Regions from separate parts of the Gossypium hirsutum genome. Here region 1 is linked to region 2. Evidence: chromatin contacts called from public Hi-C data. All regions are on one chromosome and are shown on one strand. The core of a region is the stretch at or near the end of the contact, and the rest is flanking DNA. Distances in the headings are between cores, read along the strand shown. Region 1 holds the start of LOC107901777 (pentatricopeptide repeat-containing protein At3g13160, mitochondrial). Region 2 overlaps LOC121218541 (a long non-coding RNA gene).

The links. Hi-C and Micro-C count contacts between places; a contact is called where the count stands out from the background.
Region 1: a contact with region 2 is called in a Hi-C map of leaf, with 2.4 times the contacts expected there. The contact joins the promoter of LOC107901777 here to the enhancer-like site in region 2. A contact is called at or near these places in 4 of 34 Hi-C or Micro-C datasets (callus, leaf and petal).

Annotation. Positions count from the first base shown.
Region 1 is chrD06:41,846,783-41,851,064 of Gossypium_hirsutum_v2.1, reverse strand. LOC107901777 (pentatricopeptide repeat-containing protein At3g13160, mitochondrial) reads left to right here and starts at 1,994. Exons shown (of 1, transcript XM_016827922.2): 1 at 1,994-3,636. The coding sequence starts at 2,177. The coding sequence ends at 3,301. LOC107901779 (oxygen-evolving enhancer protein 3, chloroplastic) reads right to left here. Exons shown (of 3, transcript XM_016827923.2): 2 at 4,220-4,282; 3 at 3,906-4,107. The coding sequence ends at 4,009.
Region 2 is chrD06:41,515,558-41,519,795 of Gossypium_hirsutum_v2.1, reverse strand. It overlaps LOC121218541 (a long non-coding RNA gene), which reads right to left. Exons shown (of 2, transcript XR_005914922.1): 2 at 3,777-4,238. Among protein-coding and RNA genes, the nearest start is that of LOC121218541, 4.2 kb to the right of the region's middle. Within about 2 kb of position 2,540, at least 8 of the 9 cell types and tissues checked have an H3K27ac peak or open chromatin away from gene starts, as enhancers often do. A contact at or near this core is called in leaf, where this site is marked.

The DNA.
Region 1 (4,282 bases), core at 745-3,244, 330 kb before region 2:
AAAAGAACTTGAACAGCAAGAATTAAATTAAAGTCCTAAAAAGCCTTGAAATCTCGAAAGATTTCACAACTCCCTTCAAACGGCTCTAATCTCCCCTCCAAAGAATATCAATGGCAAGAAGAAGGCTGAAGATGGCTCCCACAATCAAAAGATTGTTAAAACAACTTCTAAAGAAAACCCAAGAGAGAATCTTTGGAGAAAAACTCAAAGAGAATTCTGCACTTAAACAAATCTGAAATTTTTGATATAATTGATAAGTTTCTAACAAGGTGGCTGGCCAAGCCTTTATATAGGCTTTTCAAATATTTTTCTAATCTAATTAGAAAACTAAAACTAAAAAAACTCCTAATTATTTTAATTTTAAATGGAAATTCGGCCAATGGCTTTTAATTGGGCCTCTTGGACTGAATATTTACATAAAAATTTAAACTAAGTATTTAAAAAAATAAAACTTTACAAATTGGGTCACTTTGACAATTTAGCCTGATTTTCAAGTAAGCATGGTTTGTCTTCTTGTTTGGGCTTGGATTGAGCCTTTGTAACTCGTATCAGTATGAAATATGTATGAAAACTCCCTAGGGCGATTCCTTAGGTCAACTCTCCTTCTAATGAGGTTACAAGGTTGTTTATATAGGCAAAACTAGGTAAAAATCCAATAGACTAAAGTGTCACTTCAATTATAATGTTAATTAGGGTTTTAGGTTGGAAAAAGACCCGTAATTGCCATAAAAATCCCAGTCATCATGCACAGGAATTTTAGGTAGCGTAGAAGCTATGTCTCGACATGCACACCCCTATGCCGTAACACGCACATCTTGTTTCGTCCTAGGATTTCGTTTTTGGCTTCGAAGTTTTGTGTCGCGACAAAACATATTTTTGTTGCAATACGACCATCGTTCTTTGTATTCTTTGGCCTAAAATGGCACCTTACACACTCAAATAACCCATTAATCATTCCCGAGGCCCAAGTTGGCCTAACATGTTGTTGAAACACTTAAAACATATGTAAAAATATTTATTTTGCTAATATTTAGATCTAAGCTACTAATACTGAAAAATACAATAAATAAACATAAAACAACTAAAAAACATGCTCGTTAAGTGTCGAAAGGGACTTAAATTGCCACTACGATTTATGGTAAGTCATAAGTCTTGATAATCCAATATTCATCCTGATTACATAAACATAAAAAATTAAAAAAATAATATTAACAACTTAATAATTATATTAATTCAAATGCAAATATAGTAATAATTTCTTACCATTTGTAATTGGACACCAGAAATGTGTTTGTAATTCAAATGAATTAGACGCATTGACATTTTAAAATTTTTTAAAATTATGAAAATAAAATAAAATCAAAGAAATTACAAAATAGAAAATTGAGAGAACAAGAATTTGAAAGAAATTGAATGAGAAAATTTGAGAATAAAGGAATTAAGGGAATTGAGAGAATAAGATTAAATGAAAAGAAATAACAATAGGCAGGGTATATATACGAAAAAGAAAATGACTATTGGAGAAAGAAATGGCTGTTTGTGAACTAGTTGTTGGTCACAACGGTTAGAAAATCAACAGTTGAGATTTTTTAACCTTTGGGAATCCAATGGTTTATATAAGGCTTTTTTTGAAATCCGATTTTGGGACGGGGCGACACCACATGGTTAAAACGCACGCGTTTTCAACCTCTCTACTCCACGTCACTTGAAAGCGCGTTTTATAAGGCATGTTTTTGTCCTCTCTCTTTAAAATGACCTATTTTCTTAATTTTCGAGAAAAATAGACTAAATCCCTAATTTTTCTTTAAATTTGGCATATACATCTAATTTTACCTATATATATTATATAATTTATTAAGAAACTAAAAGTTATATTATATATATGTGAAAAAATATTTAAAAATATCAATGAACACTTGTATCTATAGATACTAATATTAAAACAAAAATAATATATTGATGGCCCAAATTCGATTCTACCCTTGAGAAAAATTTATCACATGTGAAGTCTCTCTTCAAAAACTATTCTAATTTGAATCCGGATTTATTCCGGATATTAATCTAATTCCGTTTTTTTTTAAACTAAAAGGAAAACCAACAATAAAACCGAAAGCTTCTTACGCTAAACCCCTCATTCTACACCCGTACGGCTACACGCGTCCTTAAACCCCTAAAAATGTCATCTCTAACTCGCGTCCTCCGCCGCGCCTTCTCCACAACCCCAAATCCACAGCCCGACTCCGTTCGGAAATTCTCGGAGGATCTCTACAAAGAGCGGGACCTCAAGCGTCTCGTTGAAAAGTTCAAGAAATCTTGCGAATACAGCCGCTTCCGCAGACGAAGCGGCATCTATGAAGATATTGTTCGTCGCCTTGCTTCAGCTGGGCGCTTCCAATGGATCGAAGAAGTCCTAGAAGATCAGAAGAAATACCAAGATATTTCCAAAGAAGGCTTTAGTGCTAGATTAATCCATTTGTATGGTAAATCGGGCATGTTTGAGCAAGCTTACAAGGTGTTTGATGAAATGCCGAATAGAGGATTGCTGTCTTTCAATGCTCTTATGGGAGCTTGCGTGAATGCCAAAAAGTTTGATAAGGTTAATGGGTTTTTCAAGGAGTTGCCGGAAAGGTTGTCAGTTGAGCCAGATTTGGTTTCTTATAATACGGTTATAAAGGCTTTCTGTGAGATGGGTTCTTTAGATTCTGCTAGATTGATGCTTGATGAGATGGAGAAGAAGGGTGTGCAGCCGGATGAGATTACTTTTAACACGCTTTTATATGAGTTTTTTAAGAATGGAAGGTTTGATGATGGGGAGAAGATATGGGGTAAAATGGTGGAGAAAAATGTGGAGCCTGATATTAGGAGTTATAATGCTAAGTTGCTTGGATTTTCAACTGAAAAGAAAATGAAAGAGGCAGTTAACTTGGTTGAAGAAATGAGGAGTAAAGGACTTAAGCTTGATGTGTTTACCTTCAATTATATGATTAGAGCATGTGTTAATGAGGGAAAATTGGAAGAAGCTAAAGAGTGGTATAATCAAATAGGGAAAAATGAATGTGCACCAGATAAGCTGACTTTTACGATGTTAGTTCCATTCCTTTGTGAGAAGGGTGATTTGAGTTTTGCCATTGAGCTGTGCAAGGAGATTTTTGGTAGAAAGAAATTGGTTGATGCTGCATTGTTGCAGCGAGTGGTGGATGAATTGGTCAAAGCCTCCAAGGTTGAAGATGCAAAGGAACTGGTGAAGCTTGCTAAGACGAATAATTTCTGTCGTTATAAGCTGAAAATGCCTGCAGAGTAGTGCCATGGTTTTACCATAGCTATTTTATCTTTCATTATAGTTAATCTAGTCTGAACGAGTATCTAAAAGCAAGTAGGTTTTTTTACCTCTTGCAGCCAACTACTTTCATGTTAGTGGTGGAGGTAATATTGATCTGTTTTCTAGTCAGTGATTTAGTTTTTCTGAGTTGCTTCATAATTTCCTATCATCTGCAGCTTTAGCTTTTGGTATTGAACCTCAAAGTTACATGATGAATTGAATTTTGGAACTGAAACTTTGATAATCATCTTTGTTTTGCAGTTGGTATTTTATATTAGCTCTGTTTTGGGATCAAAATGAATTGTATGATTTTGGGATGCGCCTGTTCTCTCTACTTGAATTTCAACTTTGAGTGATATTTGTGGTTCTTCTCCTGTGCCTACGAACTGATGAGTTAAGGAATGATAACTTGTTTACAAATTAAGCTTGGAGGATCATTTTCTTATCAACTTTTGTGAACTTTAATGGAATCTAAGGGGAAACAGTTCAGTCTAAACATTCCGACTGCAACGAAGCTAGGCAAAAAGTGTGCCTTGTTTACCAACAAATCTTAAATTGATTGGTTATTAGTTTAAACAAGTTTCAATTTCGTTAAGTGGTAAAGGTTCCTTCAGATAGCATAGAAATTAAAGTGTCTCTACAAACGATGAACAAAGCTATCTTACATCAAAATATCATTAAGCATTCTCTTAGCCCAGCTTGGCAAGAACATCATTCAGACTAGATACGGTCTGAGCGTAAGATTTCTCTGCTTCAGGGGTGCTCTTGATCTTGGCTGCATGGTCAAGCTGTAAGAAAAACCAAAAGGAAAAAATATATCATAAATTCATGATAATTTACCATGTTAAATGATGCTAGCAATTATGCAGGTAAACCCAAAGCAAAACTTCAAAAACATACATCATCGATGGTACTGAAGAGCTTTTTGGTGAGGTCCTTGAGAGTTTTCTTCTCATCTTTGGG
Region 2 (4,238 bases), core at 1,291-3,790:
TAACTTGGTACAATTATATACGTGAAACTCAAATTATGGTTCAAATGTATAGTAGAAATTTAATCATACATATTTAAAGAAATAAATACATCAATTTATTTTTATATTGGATAAATATAATTATTTATGTATGCAATATATAAATATAAAATAATGTTATATCAATAATTGTGTTAATAATTTACAAGAATTGAATCAAATAAAAATTTATATGTAATTACACTTAAATCAACTTAAAATAAAATATTAAACATTATTAATAAAAATATTTAACATTTTATGTTATATAACACTGCACTCTACATTTTTTTATTTTATTTTTCAAAATAAGAAAAGCTTATTTTATAACTTTTCAAGTGGGATAATGCATACTAAAAAGAAATTATATTAATTGGTGAACCTAAATTTAATGAGGAAATTATATTAATTAGTAATTCTATCACATATGTATGCATGTAGAATGCATTTAGAACAAAAGTAAGCATTGTGAAAAAAACATCTGTCGAAACCTTTTTGGAAATCAACTTTTTTATTTAAAAAAAACGAAAATAGAGTCACCACCAATCATTTTTAATTAGATGTGATTGGATCACCTCAAAACTTAGTAATTTTAATAAAATGTTAGGTTTACTAAAACAATGATTTTTGGTCTACAAAATCCAAGAAATGGGTTCGGGAGTCGGTTACAAATGAGGAAGGACTAGCACCCTCATAATGCCCAAAATTGGTACCTAGTTGATTACTTAATGTTTTGTCACCCTCATAACGCCCAAAAAGGTCATGTCTTATAAGTTAGGGCACGACATTTCAAATCCTCGAAAATAAGATTGCTCATTATTTAATTATTATTTAAATCTTATGTGTTTTTAGTTGTAAAAAGGATGTTCGATTATTTAGGTTCAAAGAGAGAGTCGAACCCCATAAGTTAAGGCACAACTTCTCGAATTTCTAAATAAAGAACGTTGCCTCGGTTTTAAAAATATCCTTTTTTATGCATTGAGTAAAAATCATGTAACATTTAAAGCTATGTGCATTTAACTTATTTGGGTATAATATGAAAATGGACAAATATATTTAAACATGATACATGATATAGTGATAGCAAAATAATATAAAATAGCCATGTGGGCAAAATATCAATATTAAAATGATAAATAATGAATAAATAAATACCATAATAATAATGCAACTATAATAATAATAAAAATATTAATTCATAATACTAATAGCAATAGTCATATCACTATCATAATACCAAAATAAATAAATAAATAAAAATATGTAATAACCACCTAAAAAATGCATAAAAAAAGAATATAAACATCATAAATTTTAAGTGCTAAAAAAAAGTAAGTAAAGGGGTGAAATTAAATAAATGAATGATTAAATGGAAATTTAAATGAAATTTAAAGTATGAATTATATAAATAAATAAAGCAAAAAAAAGGACTAAAATAGAACATACGAAAAGGAACAAGAACCAAATGGGTAGTTATCCCACCCATATTACACGTGTCCTTCCCTCGGAGGGTCAATAGTGGGTCAAGGGACTAAATTGCACAAGAGTAAAATAAAAGGGAAAAAATAGAAATTAAATAATGAATTGTAGGATGAAATTGTAAAATAACAAAAAAGATGGAGGGTCAAATAAGCAATTAGACCCTCCCCTTGAAAACGTACGGATCCTAAGGGAATTTGGTTTGGGTCATTGGGTTGTGTTTAAAACGATGTCATTTTGGGGCCTCTAGAGCCTAGCCAAAACGACATTGCATCCTGGTCCTTATATATACCAAAAAGTTCTAAAAAAAAAATCATTTCTAAACTTATTCTTTTAAAAAAAAACTTTAGGCCCCTTTTTTTCTCTCATCCCTTCCATATCCGGCCCTGGTGTTGGCGAGTCTCAACTGTGGCCATCGATCATCGACAACAGAGACTGCTGCCTCTGATGGCCGAAGATCGCAAAAAAAAGCCTTTTGTCCCTATCTTTTGGGGAATTCGAATTTGGGGTCAAAATCCCTAGCTCCGGTCAAAGTTCAACAACAAAAAAATGGCCCTTTCGGTTTCTAGTCGTCCTCTGACGCGGCCTTAGGCGAACCCCCAAGGGTTTTGCAGCCTTCTAAGCCATAGAAGACTCCGACGACAGTAATAGAGGTAAAAACAAACCTTTCGTATTCTTTTATATATATATGCAATATTCGAAAAAATAAAAAAAGAAAAATACCTTTAAAAAAAACTATTATAGTTTCTTTCTGTATTTCTCTTTCGATTGTCTGTAAAAAGATGCATTTGTTGTTATGGCTTTTATAGCCGAACATATTACAGGATATTCATTTTTATTTTTCCTTTTTTTATTGTTGTTTCTGTTACTGTTTCTGTCTCTTTCTTCTTGCAAGTCGTTATGGTGGTCAACGACAATAGGGAGTCGCACCCTTGCCATTTCAGTGAAATGATGGCAATGGAGGCAATCCTCAGGCAATGTATTCACTGACATGGCCAGAAACAGCGGCGCATAGGGGATCTAGAGTTTTTTGATTAGTTTAGGTTTTTTGGGCTTGGACTTAGGTGTCTTGGGTATTTAGGATTTTGTAAATGGACTTTTGTTAATGGACTCTATTATTTCTATTTATTTATTTTTGTCTGGACCAGATAAAATTGGGTCATTATAACATCTATTAAATAATGAAATATCTAGTTTGAAATTAATATGAAACATATATATTAAGTTGAACAACTAAAAAAGTCATTATGCAATTGAGAGTATGAAATAGTAATAGTCTGCTGCCCTAGCACGCATTGTCTGCCGCCTCTGGCATGAGTTATTAGGTTTTTTGGTTGTTTTCGTTCTGGTGTTTTATTTGTTTCAAATCTTGATGATCGTCAATTTCTGAATATTCCCTCTCTGTTCTCTTGAAGGCGGGCGAGTTCCATCGTTTTTGTACAGATCCTGCAAGTATGGAGACCGGATTAGCAAATCTTTCGATTAATGAAGAAGAAGAAATTTTGATTGTCCAGGAAGAACCATCTACACAAAAAGAAGGAATAGATTATTAGCTTGTGGGTTGCTTTGGGGGAGGATCATCTATTGGTTATGGGAAGGAAAGATTAAGATCCTTTCAAGGAAAAGTAGCTATAGAGTATGACGTGGAAGATGAAACTTTTATTGGGGATGAGGGGAAAAACGGAACAGGGTTGAGATGGAGGACACTACCTTTTTATCATCGGCGACTGCCAAAAGGTCAGCCGACCGGAAGCAATGAAAATCTTAAGTTGGAACGTCCGTGGTTTGGGGAGACAACGGACGGTTAAAAGACTTCGGTATTTACTGAAGATAAATAATCCCCAAATAGTCTTTTTCATGGAGACAAAATTAAGTATAAAATAGTTAGAAATTGTTCGTAGAAGATGTGGTTTCTTACACGGGATTGAAGTTGCAGCTGAGGGTACGAGAGGAGGTTTATGTTTAACATGGAGAACTGACACGGATTTAATACTACGTAGTTTTTCTAAAAGACACATTGATGTGTTAGTTGAAGATAAAGAAAAAGGAGTTAAATGGAGATTTACAGGCTTTTATGGTTCTTCATATGCACAGGACAGAAACGATTCATGTGAAGTTTTGAAGAAATTAGCAGTGGGTGAGGCAATTCCATGGTTGGTGTGTGGCGATTTTAACAAAATCATGTATGGATTCGAGAAGAAATGAGGACTACCTAGAGATGAAAGAAGGATGGAGTTATTCAGGAAAATGCTTGAAGATTGTCACCTATATGATGTGGGTTTTGTGGGCCGCTGGTTCACTTGGGAGAGGGGTAATTTACCAGAGACAAATATTCAAGAACGTCTCGACAGAAGAGTGGCTAACACAGAGTGGATTATGCTGTTTCCTAATGTGAAAGTTCAACATTTCACTCATACGTTTTCAGATCACTATCCTCTTCTTTTAGATACCAGAAAATCTGAAGATCTAGGTTGGATTAGTAATTTTAGATTTGAAGCCTGGTGGTTTATGGAGGAGTCCTTTATTAATGAGGTTAAACTTTTGTGGGAAAATTCTTCAAGGGAATTGCTTCAGAGATTGGCGAATTTAAAAGAAGGTCTGAAAAAATGGGCTAGAAGAATCCAATTTAACAAGAAGAGATCTAAACGAGTTCTGACAGAAAAGCTTGAAGAATTGGTTATAGCAGAAAGGGACGATAAGACTTTAGCTGAATTGATCGATACAATGATAAGTCTTAATTT